2 separate regions of the Salmo salar genome follow, and region 1 is linked to region 2. A link is a contact called in public Hi-C data. All regions are on one chromosome and are shown on one strand. Each heading gives the region's core, a stretch centred on a gene start, on an enhancer-like site or on the middle of the called end of the contact. The rest is flanking DNA. Distances are from core to core; before and after follow the strand shown.

The links. A called contact is a pair of places that touch in the nucleus more often than the background predicts.
Region 1: a Hi-C map of gill shows a contact between it and region 2, with 9 times the contacts expected there. The contact joins the promoter of LOC106575089 here to the enhancer-like site in region 2. A contact is called at or near these places in 3 of 3 Hi-C or Micro-C datasets (blood, gill and muscle).

The regions. Positions count from the first base shown.
Region 1 is chrssa17:9,856,498-9,863,803 of Ssal_v3.1, reverse strand. It overlaps LOC106575089 (alpha-1,6-mannosylglycoprotein 6-beta-N-acetylglucosaminyltransferase A), which reads left to right and starts at 1,877. Exons shown (of 17, transcript XM_014151270.2): 1 at 1,877-2,056.
Region 2 is chrssa17:9,730,033-9,736,946 of Ssal_v3.1, reverse strand. The region is part of intron 12 of LOC106575089 (alpha-1,6-mannosylglycoprotein 6-beta-N-acetylglucosaminyltransferase A); the gene reads left to right. Among protein-coding and RNA genes, the nearest start is that of tm163, 61 kb to the right of the region's middle. Within about 2 kb of position 4,831, at least 1 of the 13 cell types and tissues checked has an H3K27ac peak or open chromatin away from gene starts, as enhancers often do. A contact at or near this core is called in gill, where this site is marked.

The DNA of each region.
Region 1 (7,306 bases), core at 628-3,127, 130 kb before region 2:
CCCTGGATGTAATACAGTATATTTAGGCAATCTCGTGATGAAAAGTAAAATGGTCACAGTCATGACTGCGTCCCAAATGGCACCCAATTCCCTACATAGTGCACTACTTTTGATCAGGGCTCATAGGGCTCTGGTGAAAAATAATGCACATTATAGGGACCATGTCCACCGCACAAAAGGAAGTTGATCATAGTAGGCCTATCATTTGCTTTTCTGAATTGACCCAATCCCGTTAACATTACAATCACCTCTGATACAGTCAATCAACCTCCCGACTGGCATAGAATGAGTAGATAATAAGAACATGAATAGAAGATTAATAGATTATATTTCTATGCTGAGGAGCATGATTTACTCAGATTTCACAGATGGCGGGTACAAACCATGTCAAATTATTATGAGCCTTCTGCACGAGTTGTTCACTGAATGTGTCTGAGGCTCTGAGAGCCATGAATCATGATTGGATTGAGGGGGAATATGCAGCAGAGTTGGTCAGTGGCTATAGTAGCATTAACATTCCAATGGGACCCAGTTTACTACAGGTTAACATGCTGGTAGCTACCAGTGGATAGGTGCTCTACTTTACACTTAGTTTGGATTAGATTTAATTTTGGTAACACTTTACTTAAAGCCTTTAATGCATTGTTATGCAGTGTAATGCAATGTAAGACTTGTCATAAAGAGCATGTGTGACTCCCTAAAAATGTCTTATCATAATCATCTTGTAATGATCCTGACTAAATGCTGTCCATTTTGAGTAAGGTGCATTAGGCCTACACCTGCAGGCTTTATTTGGTGCCTCTTCAGATTTCAATGGCAAGTACAAGACATTCTCCTCTCAAAGTTGAGAGGGGCCTCTTCATAGAAGTATGTCTTTAAATCAAGAGGGGTAAATAAATGAATAAATCCCGTGATACAATAATTCTGAGCTTTGGGAGGGGGCTTATCTGTAATTTATACTTCCTTTGAAGATGGAGCGCTTTCATAATGCGGTCCACAGCCTAACAATTACAATATCAATGTGATATGGACGGGTTGAGTTGCCAATGTCTAGGCCTGGGGGACTGGTGTTTTAGGGGGACTTTGGGAATGCCCCCCAAAATGTTTTTAACTAACCACCATCAAAATCAAAAATTTAAAGCAAATCTAAAATACTTTTGTAATAAAAAGTTTGATTATCAATGTGTCACTTGCTATGGATTAGATAAGTGAGTACGCCTGGAATGTTGCTGTATTTTGGCAGGAAAATATCAAAGTAGGATTGGTGTGCCATTTCACATCCTGTTATGTTCTAATTAATGTCCCCATAATATTGGCATATAAAACTGTGCTGTGGATGCCCTCTAGTGTGCCTCTCAGACCAACAGTTTGGATTTCTTTAAACTCTATCAGTATATATTTCAGTATACAAAAGGCCAGCCGATGGCAGCAATCACTAAGTTTGTCTTTTTTATTTTGTTCACCTTTTTTAAGGGAGAATGGTGATTTTGTTGTCATATGACACTACGCAGCCTAGGGATTGGGCTGCCGTGTAGATTCGGCTACTTATAATGAACATATGAAAGTAAGAAAACTGAAAATAATATATAGTTTGCTTTCAGTTAACATGGAATTATTCACCACATAAATAGTTTATGCATATCGTTTTCCCCTATTTGTGATCTCTTAAGGACCGCAATTCCTTGTATGACACATGCAATTGGTACATATGCGAAATATAAAATAAACATGGTTCTAAATATGAATAAAACAGCACCAATGTAACATGTAATACAATTTATGCTTATCATTTTCTCATAAAGGTAAACGTTGCTCTCTTTTTTTTCGTTATTTCAAGGGGACACCAACATTCAGAGGATCCCTAAATAGCCTTTGCGTTAGGACAAGGCGCTGGAAGTGACAGAGCGAAAGAAAAGGCTCGAGCGCTGGAGCGGAAAACCGGAGCAAGCTACAGTAACTGTCCATTCATACGGAATCCTGTAGCATCTGTTGTCATATCAGCATAAAACAAAACCTGAGCCCCGAAGTCAATTTGGACCACTCTACTCTCCGAAAGGTAAGCTGTAATATGATTTCACAACATAGCATTTTCATTGCAGACGCAGTATTCTCCCAATCGTACTACGAGCGACTTGTCACTGCGGTTAGAAGTGCTGCTCAATGACGCTCAAGGATGACCAGAAAGCCAGACTCATCTCTAGCTAGCTAGCTATTTCAGTTTGTTCCCGTTTCTTGTCAGATATCTCTCGTTAACAGCTATTACAGTCATGTTATTGTTAGCTCCATGAGTAGCAAGCTAGCTAACGTTAGTTGACTTGCTGAGAAACTACTGCATGTGACAGCTAGCGCGAACTAGTAAAGAATCGCATACCGCAGCGTCCAAATGTTACTAATAATCCATCTGACCTATCCAATATAATGGTTAGCTTGTCAGCGAGTCAGCTAACCTGGTAGTTTAAAACCGTTGGAATGCAAACATACTGGCTTCCTTGCTATCCCTAAAAACAGAGTGGCTAGTTATGGACGGGGCTACTTTCTAGCTGGCTAAAATTGTCTGTTGTCGATTATTTGAGTGCGCGGTCAGACGAGAGTAACTAGCTAGCCATATTATAGCCTACCTACCTATCATTGACAGTTTTGCAGTGACATTAGCAAACCCTGCCAGTGCAGGTTTTGTTGTCAACAGATGTCTACTGTTTTCATGATAACACAGAATCATAGCTCTGGTTGCATTGATTTAATACTAGTACTACTAATAATAGCTAACATTCTCTTGAATTCGATTCTTGGCATGATATGATAGAAGTGACACTACTGGCTATGTCGCTTGAATTGCTGTTTGAAAGGTATCTAGCTAGCTAGAGGTGTTAACATAAAGCAATGTTACTACAATATAACTACACGTGAAAATGTATCAATTAAAAGGTTTTGTGACCACGGTAATATATGTGACGTGTCCTTTGTGGATAAGTATGAAAAACACTTTCCCCACACTTTCCACTGTGAGAGCTAGCTCACTATATGTTCCTAACTTCCTATAGCTCAGTGATTGGGTTGCTCAATACTGCCTTGGCTGCAATCCTCTGAGTAGATCTGAAAGAGTGCTTCTCTTACAACCCAGGAGATTTATTCAAACACCCAGTAATCCCCTTGGAAACAGTCCAGTGTACTCTGTAATTACAACTGTAGTCCACATTCTCTACAGTATACTTACTCTAAGGAATTTGGCTCAGGTACAGGTATAGTTATGGTTGGTGCCATGAAAACATAAAACATTCAGCTTTTGATGTTTAGTATCTTCTCTTGGAGGTTGGCTCTTTCTTATCCCCTTGGTAATGAAGAAGTGTGATTAAGATGGAGGACACACTGGCAGTTGTAATTGAGGTGATATTGGGTTTCTGATTCTGTTCACCTCACTGCTTAGCTTATTATCCTGACTATCAAACGGCCATTGGGACTGCAGTTAGCAGAGGTGAGCTGCTGGCTTCCTTGCCTTTATAAAGAGCTCTTTCAAGCACCTTTGCTGCAGCTCTTGGGGAGTATAAATCTGCTTGAAAGGAGCTTTGCTCCAGTGGCATGCCTTGCTGCTGGCAAGATAAATCGTTGGGACCGCATCATTGGGCAGGGCTGGAGGTGATGGAGGGATGGGACGGAGGTGGGCTTGTTGATGGTTTCGCCCAGAGCAGCAGAAGATTAAGTCTCTCTCTGATTAAAGGGGTCCTACTCCTCACGGCCTGTACACACACACACCACTGCCTCCCTCTCTTTGTGCCACCCACTCACTGTGCTTGGTCACTGTGTTCGGCTCGAACTGACTTAGGCGAACACCGCAGTATAGCCCAATACAATCACCTTCTGTGTAAATGGTTGGGCAAGTCCAAAGCTTCAGGTTTTTTTAAGCCTCTGCTTTTCCTTAAAATGTCACATGTCACTAGTGAATTCTGTATTGAGATGTAGGCTAATATTCGCTTCGAGCATGTTTAAAGTTATTTTTTTGGAGGGATTGAAGATTACCTCACCTTGGTGCTTGTTTTTGTATCAAAGAGATGAGCTGTTTATGATTCCTTTTGAAGGGCAAGGTAGAGCTTGTAATTAAGCCTTTCATCACTTGATTAAGCTGTAGATTGAATCATATGATATCATCTCACTTTGTCAAGGCAGATGGAAAGGCTTGGGCTAAATATACAGCAGTCAGTATTTTAACACTGGCTTGTATACCACACAACTTTCTATTAAAAGCAAATAGTTGCGTTGTTCAGCTTAGGAATGGAGGAATGCAAATAGGAGCTTTTAGCTCGGGACCGGATTCAATGCCTGCAATAGCACTGTTTATACCATATACATAACCTAGTCATTCTATTTTATGTTTCTACCTGGTCTTTGTTTATACAACATTGCAGATATCGCTCTGTCATTTCCTGGTTGCAAAAATGTTAATAGTTCCCCTAATTTCAGTTTCTGTAACAAAACAAACAACTATAATGTAGAGCCCTCAAACTCAACTCTGACCCTCGAAGCCAGTTCCACTGCTTTCTTCCGTTGTTCGCCTCTAATCAGGGACTGATTTAGACCTGGCACACCAGTTGGGTGCAATTAATTATCAGTTAGAACTAGAGGTCGACTGATTAATTAGGGCCGATTTCAAGTTTTCATAACAATCGGAAATCTGTATTTTTAATGTTTTTACATTTATTTTGAATTTAGATTTTTTAATTTTAAATTTAGATTTTTTACACCTTTTATTTAACTAGGCAAGTCAGTTAAGAACACATTGTTATTTTCAATGACGGCCTAGGAACGGTGGGTTAACTGTCTTGTTCAGGGGCAGAACGACAGATTTTTACCTTGTCAGCTTGGGGATTCAATCTTGCAACCTTACGGTTAACTAGGCCAACGCTCTAACCACCTGCTTTACATTGCACTCCACGAGGAGCCTGCCTGTTACGCGAATGCAGTAAGAAGCCAAGGTAAGTTGCTAGCTAGCATTAAACTTATCTTATAAAAAACAATCAATCAATCATAATCACTAGTTAACTACACATGGTTGATGATATTACTAGTTTATCTAGCCTTTCCTGCGTTGCATATAATCGCTTAGGTACACGTTGCTCCAACCATAAACATCAATGCCTTTCTTAAAATCAATACACAGAAGTATACTGCTCAAAAAAATAAAGGGAACACTTAAACAACACATCCTAGATCTGAATGAAAGAAATAATCTTATTAAATACTTTTTTCTTTACATAGTTGAATGTGCTGACAACAAAATCACACAAAAATAATCAATGGAAATCCAATTTATCAACCCATGGAGGTCTGGATTTGGAGTCACACTCAAAATTAAAGTGGATAACCACACTACAGGCTGATCCAACTATGATTTAATGTCCTTAAAACAAGTCAAAATGAGGCTCAGTAGTGTGTGTGTGGCCTCCACGTGCCTGTATGACCTCCCTACAACGCCTGGGCATGCTCCTGATGAGGTGGCGGATGGTCTCCTGAGGGATCTCCTCCCAGACCAGGACTAAAGCATCCGCCAACTCCTGGACAGTCTGTGGTGCAACGTGGCGTTGGTGGATGGAGCGAGACATGATGTCCCAGATGTGCTCAATTGGATTCAGGTCTGGGGAAGGGGTGGGCCAGTCCATAGCATCAATGCCTTCCTCTTGCAGGAACTGCTGACACACTCCAGCCACATGAGGTCTAGCATTGTCTTGCATTAGGAGGAACCCAGGGCCAACCGCACCAGCATATGGTCTCACAAGGGGTCTGAGGATCTCATCTCTGTACCTAATGGCAGTCAGGCTACCTCTGGCAAGCACATGGAGGGCTGTGCGGCCCCCCAAAGAAATGTCACCCCATACCATGACTGACCCACCGCCAAACCGGTCATGCTGGAGGATGTTGCAGGCAGCAGAACGTTCTCCACGGCGTCTCCAGACTCTGTCACGTCTGTCACGTGCTCAGTGTGAACCTGCTTTCATCTGTGAAGAGCACAGGGCGCCAGTGGCGAATTTGCCAATCTTGGTGTTCTCTGGCAAATGCCAAACGTCCTGCACGGTGTTGGGCTGTAAGCACAACCCCCACCTGTGGACGTCGGGCCCTCATACCACCCTCATGGAGTCTGTTTCTGACCGTTTGAGCAGACACATGCACATTTGTGGCCTGCTGGAGGTCATTTTGCAGGGCTCTGGCAGTGCTTCTCCTGCTCCTCCTTGCACAAAGGCGGAGGTAGCGGTCCTGCTGCTGGGTTGTTGCCCTCCTACGGCCTCCTCCACGTCTCCTGATGTACTGGTCTGTCTCCTGGTAGCGCCTCCATGCTCTGGACACTACGCTGACAGACACAGCAAACCTTCTTGCCACAGCTCGCATTGATGTGCCATCCTGCATGAGCTGCACTACCTGAGCCACTTGTGTGGGTTGTAGACTCCGTCTCATGCTACCACTAGAGTGAAAACACCGCCAGCCAACACCGCCAGACCAAAACATCAGCCAGGAAGCATTGGAACTGAGAAGTGGTCTGTGGTCCCCACCTGCAGAACCACTCCTTTATTGGGGGTGTCTTGCTAATTACCTATAATTTCCACCTGTTGTCTATTCCATTTGCACAACAGCATGTGAAATTTAATGTCAATCAGTGTTGCTTCCTAAGTGGACAGTTTGATTTCACAGAAGTGTGATTGACTTGGAGTTACATTGTGTTGTTTAAGTGTTCCCTTTATTTTTTTGAGCAGTGTATATATTTTTAAACCTGCATATTTAGCTAAAAGAAATCCAGGTTAGCAGGCAATATTAACCAGGTGAAATTGTGTCACTTCTCTTGTGTTCATTGCACGCAGAGTCAGGCTATATGTAACAGTTTGGGCCGCCTGGCTCGTTGCGAACTAATTTGCCAGAAGTTTACGTAATTATGACATAACATTGAAGGTTGTGCAATGTAACAGGAATATTTAAACTTAGGGATGCCACCCGTTAGATAAAATACGGAACGGTTCCGTATTTCACTGAAAGGAAAAACGTTTTGTTTTCGAGATGATAGTTTCCGGATTCGACCATATTAATTTACATTTACATTACATTTACATTTAAGTCATTTAGCAGACGCTCTTATCCAGAGCGACTTACAAAATGGTGCATTCACCTTATGATATCCAGTGGAACAACCACTTTACAATAGTGCATCTAAATATTTTAAGGGGGGGGTTAAAAGGATTACTTTATCCTATCCTAGGTATTCCTTAAAGAGGTGGGGTTTCAGGTGTCTCCGGAAGGTGGTGATTGACTCCGCTGTCCTGGCGTCGTG
Region 2 (6,914 bases), core at 3,582-6,081:
AGAGAGAGAGAGTGGAGGAGATCTTTGGAAGGAGAGAGAGAGTGGAGGAGATATTTCGAAGGAGAGAGAGAGGGGGAGGGGATCTTTGGAAGGAGAGAGAGAGGGGGAGGAGATCTTTGGAAGGAGAGAGAGAGGGGGAGGAGATCTATGCAAGGAGAGAGAGAGAGAGAGAGGGTGGAGGAGATCTTTGGAAGGAGAGAGAGGGTGGAGGAGATCTTTGGAAGGAGAGAGAGAGTGGAGGAGATCTTTGGAAGGAGACAGAGAGAGTGGAGGAGATCTTTGGAAGGAGAGAGAGAGAGTGGAGGAGATCTTTGGAAGGAGAGAGAGAGTGGAGGAGATCTTTGGAAGGAGAGAGAGAGAGAGAGTGGAGGAGATCTTTGGAAGGAGAGAGAGGGGGAGGAGCTCTTTGGAAGGAGAGAGGGAGCAGGGAGAGATCTATGGAAGGAGAGAGAGAGAGGGTGGAGGAGATCTATGGAAGGAGAGAGAGAGTGGAGGAGATCTTTGGAAGGAGATAGAGAGAGTGGAGGAGATCTTTGGAAGGAGAGAGAGAGTGGAGGAGATCTTTGGAAGGAGAGAGAGAGTGGAGGAGATCTTTGGAAGGAGAGAGTGGAGGAGATCTTTGGAAGGAGAGAGTTATCAGAGATCTTTGGAAGGAGAGAGAGAGAGAGTGGAGGAGATCTTTGGAAGGAGAGAGAGAGAGAGTGGAGGAGATATTTCGAAGGAGAGAGAGAGGGGGAGGAGATCTTTGGAAGGAGAGAGAGAGGGGGAGGAGATCTATGGAAGGAGAGAGAGAGAGAGTGGAGGAGATCTTTGGAAGGAGAGAGAGAGAGAGTGGAGGAGATCTTTGGAAGGAGAGAGAGAGTGGAGGAGATATTTCGAAGGAGAGAGAGAGGGGAGGGGATCTTTGGAAGGAGAGAGAGAGGGGGAGGAGATCTTTGGAAGGAGAGAGAGAGGGGGAGGAGATCTATGCAAGGAGAGAGAGAGAGAGGGTGGAGGAGATCTTTGGAAGGAGAGAGAGGGTGGAGGAGATATTTCGAAGGAGAGAGAGAGGGGGAGGAGATCTTTGGAAGGAGAGAGAGAGGGGGAGGAGATCTATGGAAGGAGAGAGAGAGAGAGTGGAGGAGGTATTTGGAAGGAGAGCGAGTGGAGGAGATCTTTGGAAGGAGAGAGAGGGAGGAGATCTATGGAAGGAGAGAGAGAGAGAGGGTGGAGGAGATCTTTGGAAGGAGGGATAGGGTGGAGGAGATCTTTGGAAGGAGAGAGTAAGTGGAGGAGATCTTTGGAAGGAGAGAGAGGGTGGAGGAGATCTTTGGAAGGAGAGAGAGAGGGTGGAGGAGATCTTTGGAAGGAGAGAGAGGGTGGAGGAGATCTTTGGAAGGAGAGAGAGAGTGGAGGAGATCTTTGGAAGGAGAGAGAGAGTGGAGGAGATCTTTGGAAGGAGAGAGAGAGTGGAGGAGATCTTTGGAAGGAGAGAGAGAGAGAGTGGAGGAGATCTTTGGAAGGAGAGAGAGAGAGAGTGGAGGAGATCTTTGGAAGGAGAGAGAGAGAGAGGAGGAGATCTTTGGAAGGAGAGAGAGAGTGGAGATCTTTGGAAGGAGAGAGAGTTATCAGAGATCTTTGGAAGGAGAGAGAGAGTGGAGGAGATCTTTGGAAAGAGCGAGAGAGAGAGGAGGAGGTATTTGGAAGGAGAGAGAGAGAGAGAGAGAGAGAGAGAGAGGAGATCTTTGGAAGGAGAGAGAGAGAGTGAAGGAGATCTTTGGAAGGAGAGAGAGAGTGGAGGAGATCTTTGGAAGGAGAGAGGGAGAGTGGAGGAGATCTTTGGAAGGAGAGAGAGTGTGGAGGAGATCTTTGGAAGGAGAGAGAGAGGGTGGAGGAGATCTTTGGAAGGAGAGAGAGTGTGGAGGAGATCTTTGGAAGGAGAGAGAGAGTGGAGGAGATCTTTGGAAAGAGCGAGAGAGAGAGGAGGAGGTATTTGGAAGGAGAGAGAGAGAGAGAGAGAGAGAGAGAGAGATAGGAGGAGATCTTTGGAAGGAGAGAGAGAGAGTGAAGGAGATCTTTGGAAGGAGAGAGAGAGTGGAGGAGATCTTTGGAAGGAGAGAGAGAGAGTGAAGGAGATCTTTGGAAGGAGAGAGAGAGTGGAGGAGATCTTTGGAAGGAGTAGATATTTGGAAGGAGAGAGAGAGGGGGGAGGAGATCTTTGGAAGGAGAGAGAGAGGGGGAGGAGATCTATGGAAGGAGAGAGAGAGAGAGTGGAGGAGGTATTTGGAAGGAGAGAGAGTGGAGGAGATCTTTGGAAGGAGAGAGAGGGGGAGGAGATCTATGGAAGGAGAGAGAGAGAGAGAGGGTGGAGGAGATCTTTGGAAGGAGGGATAGGGTGGAGGAGATCTTTGGAAGGAGAGAGTAAGTGGAGGAGATCTTTGGAAGGAGAGAGAGGGTGGAGGAGATCTTTGGAAGGAGAGAGAGTGTGGAGGAGATCTTTGGAAGGAGAGAGAGAGTGGAGGAAATCTTTGGAAGGAGAGAGAGAGAGTGGAGGAGATCTTTGGAAGGAGAGAGATTGGAGATCTTTGGAAGGAGAGAGAGAGTGGAGGAGATCTTTGGAAGGAGAGAGTGGAGGAGATCTTTGGAAGGAGAGAGAGAGAGAGAGAGAGAGGAGGAGATCTTTGGAAGGAGAGAGAGATAGTGGAGGAGATCTATGGAAGGAGAGAGAGAGTTATCAGAGATCTTTGGAAGAAGAGAGAGAGAGAGTGGAAGAGATCTTTGGAAGGAGAGAGAGTGGAGGAGATCTTTGGAAGGAGAGAGAGGGGGAGGAGATCTATGGAAGGAGAGCGAGAGCGAGAGGGTGGAGGAGATCTTTGGAAGGAGGGATAGGGTGGAGGAGATCTTTGGAAGGAGAGAGTAAGTGGAGGAGATCTTTGGAAGGAGAGAGAGGGTGGAGGAGATCTTTGGAAGGAGAGAGAGTGTGGAGGAGATCTTTGGAAGGAGAGAGATTGGAGATCTTTGGAAGGAGAGAGAGAGAGTGGAGGAGATCTTTGGAAGGAGAGAGTGGAGGAGATCTTTGGAAGGAGAGAGAGAGAGAGAGAGAGAGAGGAGGAGATCTTTGGAAGAAGAGAGAGATAGTGGAGGAGATCTATGGAAGGAGAGAGAGAGTTATCAGAGATCTTTGGAAGAAGAGAGAGAGAGTGGAAGAGATCTTTGGAAGGAGAGAGTGGAGGAGATCTTTGGAAGGAGAGAGAGAGAGAGAGAGAGGAGGAGATCTTTGGAAGGAGAGAGAGATAGTGGAGGAGATCTATGGAAGGAGAGAGAGAGTTATCAGAGATCTTTGGAAGAAGAGAGAGAGAGAGTGGAAGAGATCTTTGGAAGGAGAGAGAGTGGAGGAGATCTTTGGAAGGAGAGAGAGGGGGAGGAGATCTATGGAAGGAGAGAGAGAGCGAGAGGGTGGAGGAGATCTTTGGAAGGAGGGATAGGGTGGAGGAGATCTTTGGAAGGAGAGAGTAAGTGGAGGAGATCTTTGGAAGGAGAGAGAGGGTGGAGGAGATCTTTGGAAGGAGAGAGAGTGTGGAGGAGATCTTTGGAAGGAGAGAGATTGGAGATCTTTGGAAGGAGAGAGAGAGAGTGGAGGAGATCTTTGGAAGGAGAGAGTGGAGGAGATCTTTGGAAGGAGAGAGAGAGAGAGAGAGAGAGAGAGAGGAGGAGATCTTTGGAAGGAGAGAGAGATAGTGGAGGAGATCTATGGAAGGAGAGAGAGAGTTATCAGAGATCTTTGGAAGAAGAGAGAGAGAGTGGAAGAGATATTTGGAAGGAGAGAGTGGAGGAGATCTTTGGAAGGAGAGAGAGAGAGAGAGAGGAGGAGATCTTTGGAAGGAGAGAGAGAGTGGAGGAGATCTTTGGAAGGAGAGAGTGGAGGAGATCTTTGGAAGGAGAGAGAGAGATTGGAGGAGATCTTTGGAAGGAGAGAGAGAGATTGGAGGAGATCTTTGGAAGGAGAGAGAGAGATTGGAGGAGATCTTTGGAAAGAGAGAGATTGGAGGAGATCTTTGGAAGGAGGGAGAGAGAGTGGAGGAGATCTTTGGAAGGAGAGAGAGAGTGGAGGAGATCTATGGAAGGAGAGAGAGAGTGGAGGAGATCTTTGGAAGGAGAGAGAGAGAGGGGGAGATCTTTGGAAGGAGAGAGAGGGGGGGATCTTTGGAAGGAGAGAGAGGGGGGAGGAGATCTTTGGAAGGAGAGAGAGGGGGGGGAGATCTTTGGAAGGAGAGAGATTGGAGATCTTTGGAAGGAGAGAGAGAGAGTGGAGGAGATCTTTGGAAGGAGAGAGTGGAGGAGATCTTTGGAAGGAGAGAGAGAGAGAGAGAGAGAGAGAGAGAGGAGGAGATCTTTGGAAGGAGAGAGAGATAGTGGAGGAGATCTATGGAAGGAGAGAGAGAGTTATCAAGATCTTTGGAAGAAGAGAGAGAGGGGGAGGAGATCTTTGGAAAGAGAGAGAGAGAGAGGAGGAGGTATTTGGAAGGAGAGAGAGAGAGGGGGAGATCTTTGGAAGGAGAGAGAGAGAGGGGGAGATCTTTGGAAGGAGAGAGAGAGTGGAGGAGATCTTTGGATGGAGAGAGGGGGGAGAAGGTGGAGGAGATCTTTGGAAAGAGAGAGGGAGAGGGTGAAGGAGATCTTTGGAAGGAGAGAGAGAGAGTGGAGGAGATCTTCAAGATCTTCTCATTAACCTGGTTTTTGGAAGCCCGGAGGGAGCGCTAATGAATTGCCATAAATCCAGACCTTAGCAGCAGTATTGTGTTGTTGAGATAACAAGAAGAATGAGGCAAGGTGTTTTCCAGCCACGCTTTCCTCCCTGCTCCTCTTTATGAATAAAGCATTTACCTGCTAACAGATTGCTTGTGTTAATTGCTCCCCCGAGATTTTTGGCAAAACAACACGGAATACATAGATACAGTATAAAACAGGGCAGGGGTGGAAGGCACTGTATAGAGTTGGCAATGAACCAGCATTATACTACCCTAGTATAATATTGTATGGCATTGGTATTAAGACAAGCATTTTGCTACACTCGCAATGACATCCGCTAAACACGTGTATGTGACCAATAAAATGTGATTTGATTTGAATGCTTTGGCTGTAGCTAATGGGGATCCTAATTAAATACCAAATCTCACAAAACGTAGACTACCTTGCGTTTACAACTGTATCGAAGACAGGGCTCATGTTGATCTAAGGTCCTAATTATCTCTTTATGACAGAATTCAACTTTGTACCTAGAAGGAAGTACAGTAGGCTACGATTATTGTCCTCCCGCTCTTCATGCAATTTGCATGTTCCCTGTGTGGAATGTGGTTTGACCTTGGGTTGTTTCCATAGCCAGCATATCCTTTAGACCAGTCGAACGTGTTCATCTCCTCTGTCATGCTATGGCCAAGTGCCCTTCTATTGAAATAACCGTCCAAGATGAAGCATTGGTCTGGAGTAGGGTGACGTTGCCCCTACACTCTGATCTTGGGTCTGTTTTGCTTTTTCCCCCACTAATGGTTATGGTTAAGATGCAGGGAGGGTAAGCTGACCCTAGAACAAAATTAAATCAGACTTTATTTGTCCAGTGCACAGCTTAGTACAGTAGCATGCTTGCTTGCAAGCATCTATTCTGTCACTAGGGGAAACTTCACTCCAGATTCATGCTATTGCAAAAGGGCCCTTCTGTTGAAATAACAGTCCAAGGTATAACATTAGTCTGCTGTATTTAGTGCTGGATCACTGGATTTTCTCTCCTAGGTCTCTGCCTTCTTTATACTGGCATATGACCACATTATTCTTCTGAAGTTGTTCAAGTACTGTATTTCATCGAAGGTCACTGTATTCGCTGCTCTTCCCTTTCACATCGCTAGCTACCTTTTCAAAGTGATATCTGAAGCACTTACAACGAGCCTGGTTGCCTCTCACCTTCTCACCATCCCCTATATAGATTCCTTCTCACAATATCCATTTAGCATATGCTACGCTATGCTTTTGTATGCTGTGCTATGCTACACTGTCTGAGAGGAGTTTGATCTATAAATAGCAGCTGTTTGTCAGGCCTGTGGGCTCACTGGGCTGCACTCTTGCCTGGGAGGAAGCACCACCAGTCAGCCTCTGCTGCCACCTGTTGACGAAACACTGAAAGCTGCAGTCAATACTGTGTCCCACTGCTGTTCAGTGTTTACATTGGGGTTCTCCGGTTCTGGGGAGCTACTGTCCTGGGACTGTGGGCTTTTGCTCCAGCTTGTCACTAACACACCTTTTTTAAGTAACCCTGATAAGGATTTCACTCTGGACCATGATTAGCTGAGTTAGATGTGTTACTGCAGGGCTGGAACAAGACCCTGCACACACAGTAGCTGTTAAGGAGAGTAGTGAGGTACAGTGGCTGAGGAGAAGGATGATATGGGTATAGACTGAAGAGAAGGATGATATGGGTATAGACTGAAGAGAAGGATGATATGGGTATAGACTGAAGAGAAGGATGATATGGGTATAGACTGAGGAGAAGGGATGGTATGGGTATAGACTGAAGAGAAGGATGATATGGGTATAGACTGAAGAGAAGGATGATATGGGTATAGACTGAAGAGAAGGATGATATGGGTATAGACTGAAGAGAAGGATGATATGGGTATAGACTGAAGAGAAGGATGATATGGGTATAGACTGAAGAGAAGGATGATATGGGTATAGACTGAAGAGAAGGATGATATGGGTATAGACTGAAGAGAAGGGATGGTATGGGTATAGACTGAAGAGAAGGATGATATGGGTATAGACTGAAGAGAAGGATGATATGGGTATAGACTGAAGAGAAGGGATGATATGGGAGAGTCCGTGTACAGCAGTGTTGCCAACAGTGGGCTGAACTAAAGAGACCGTCTGTCTCCCCAGGCATGGCC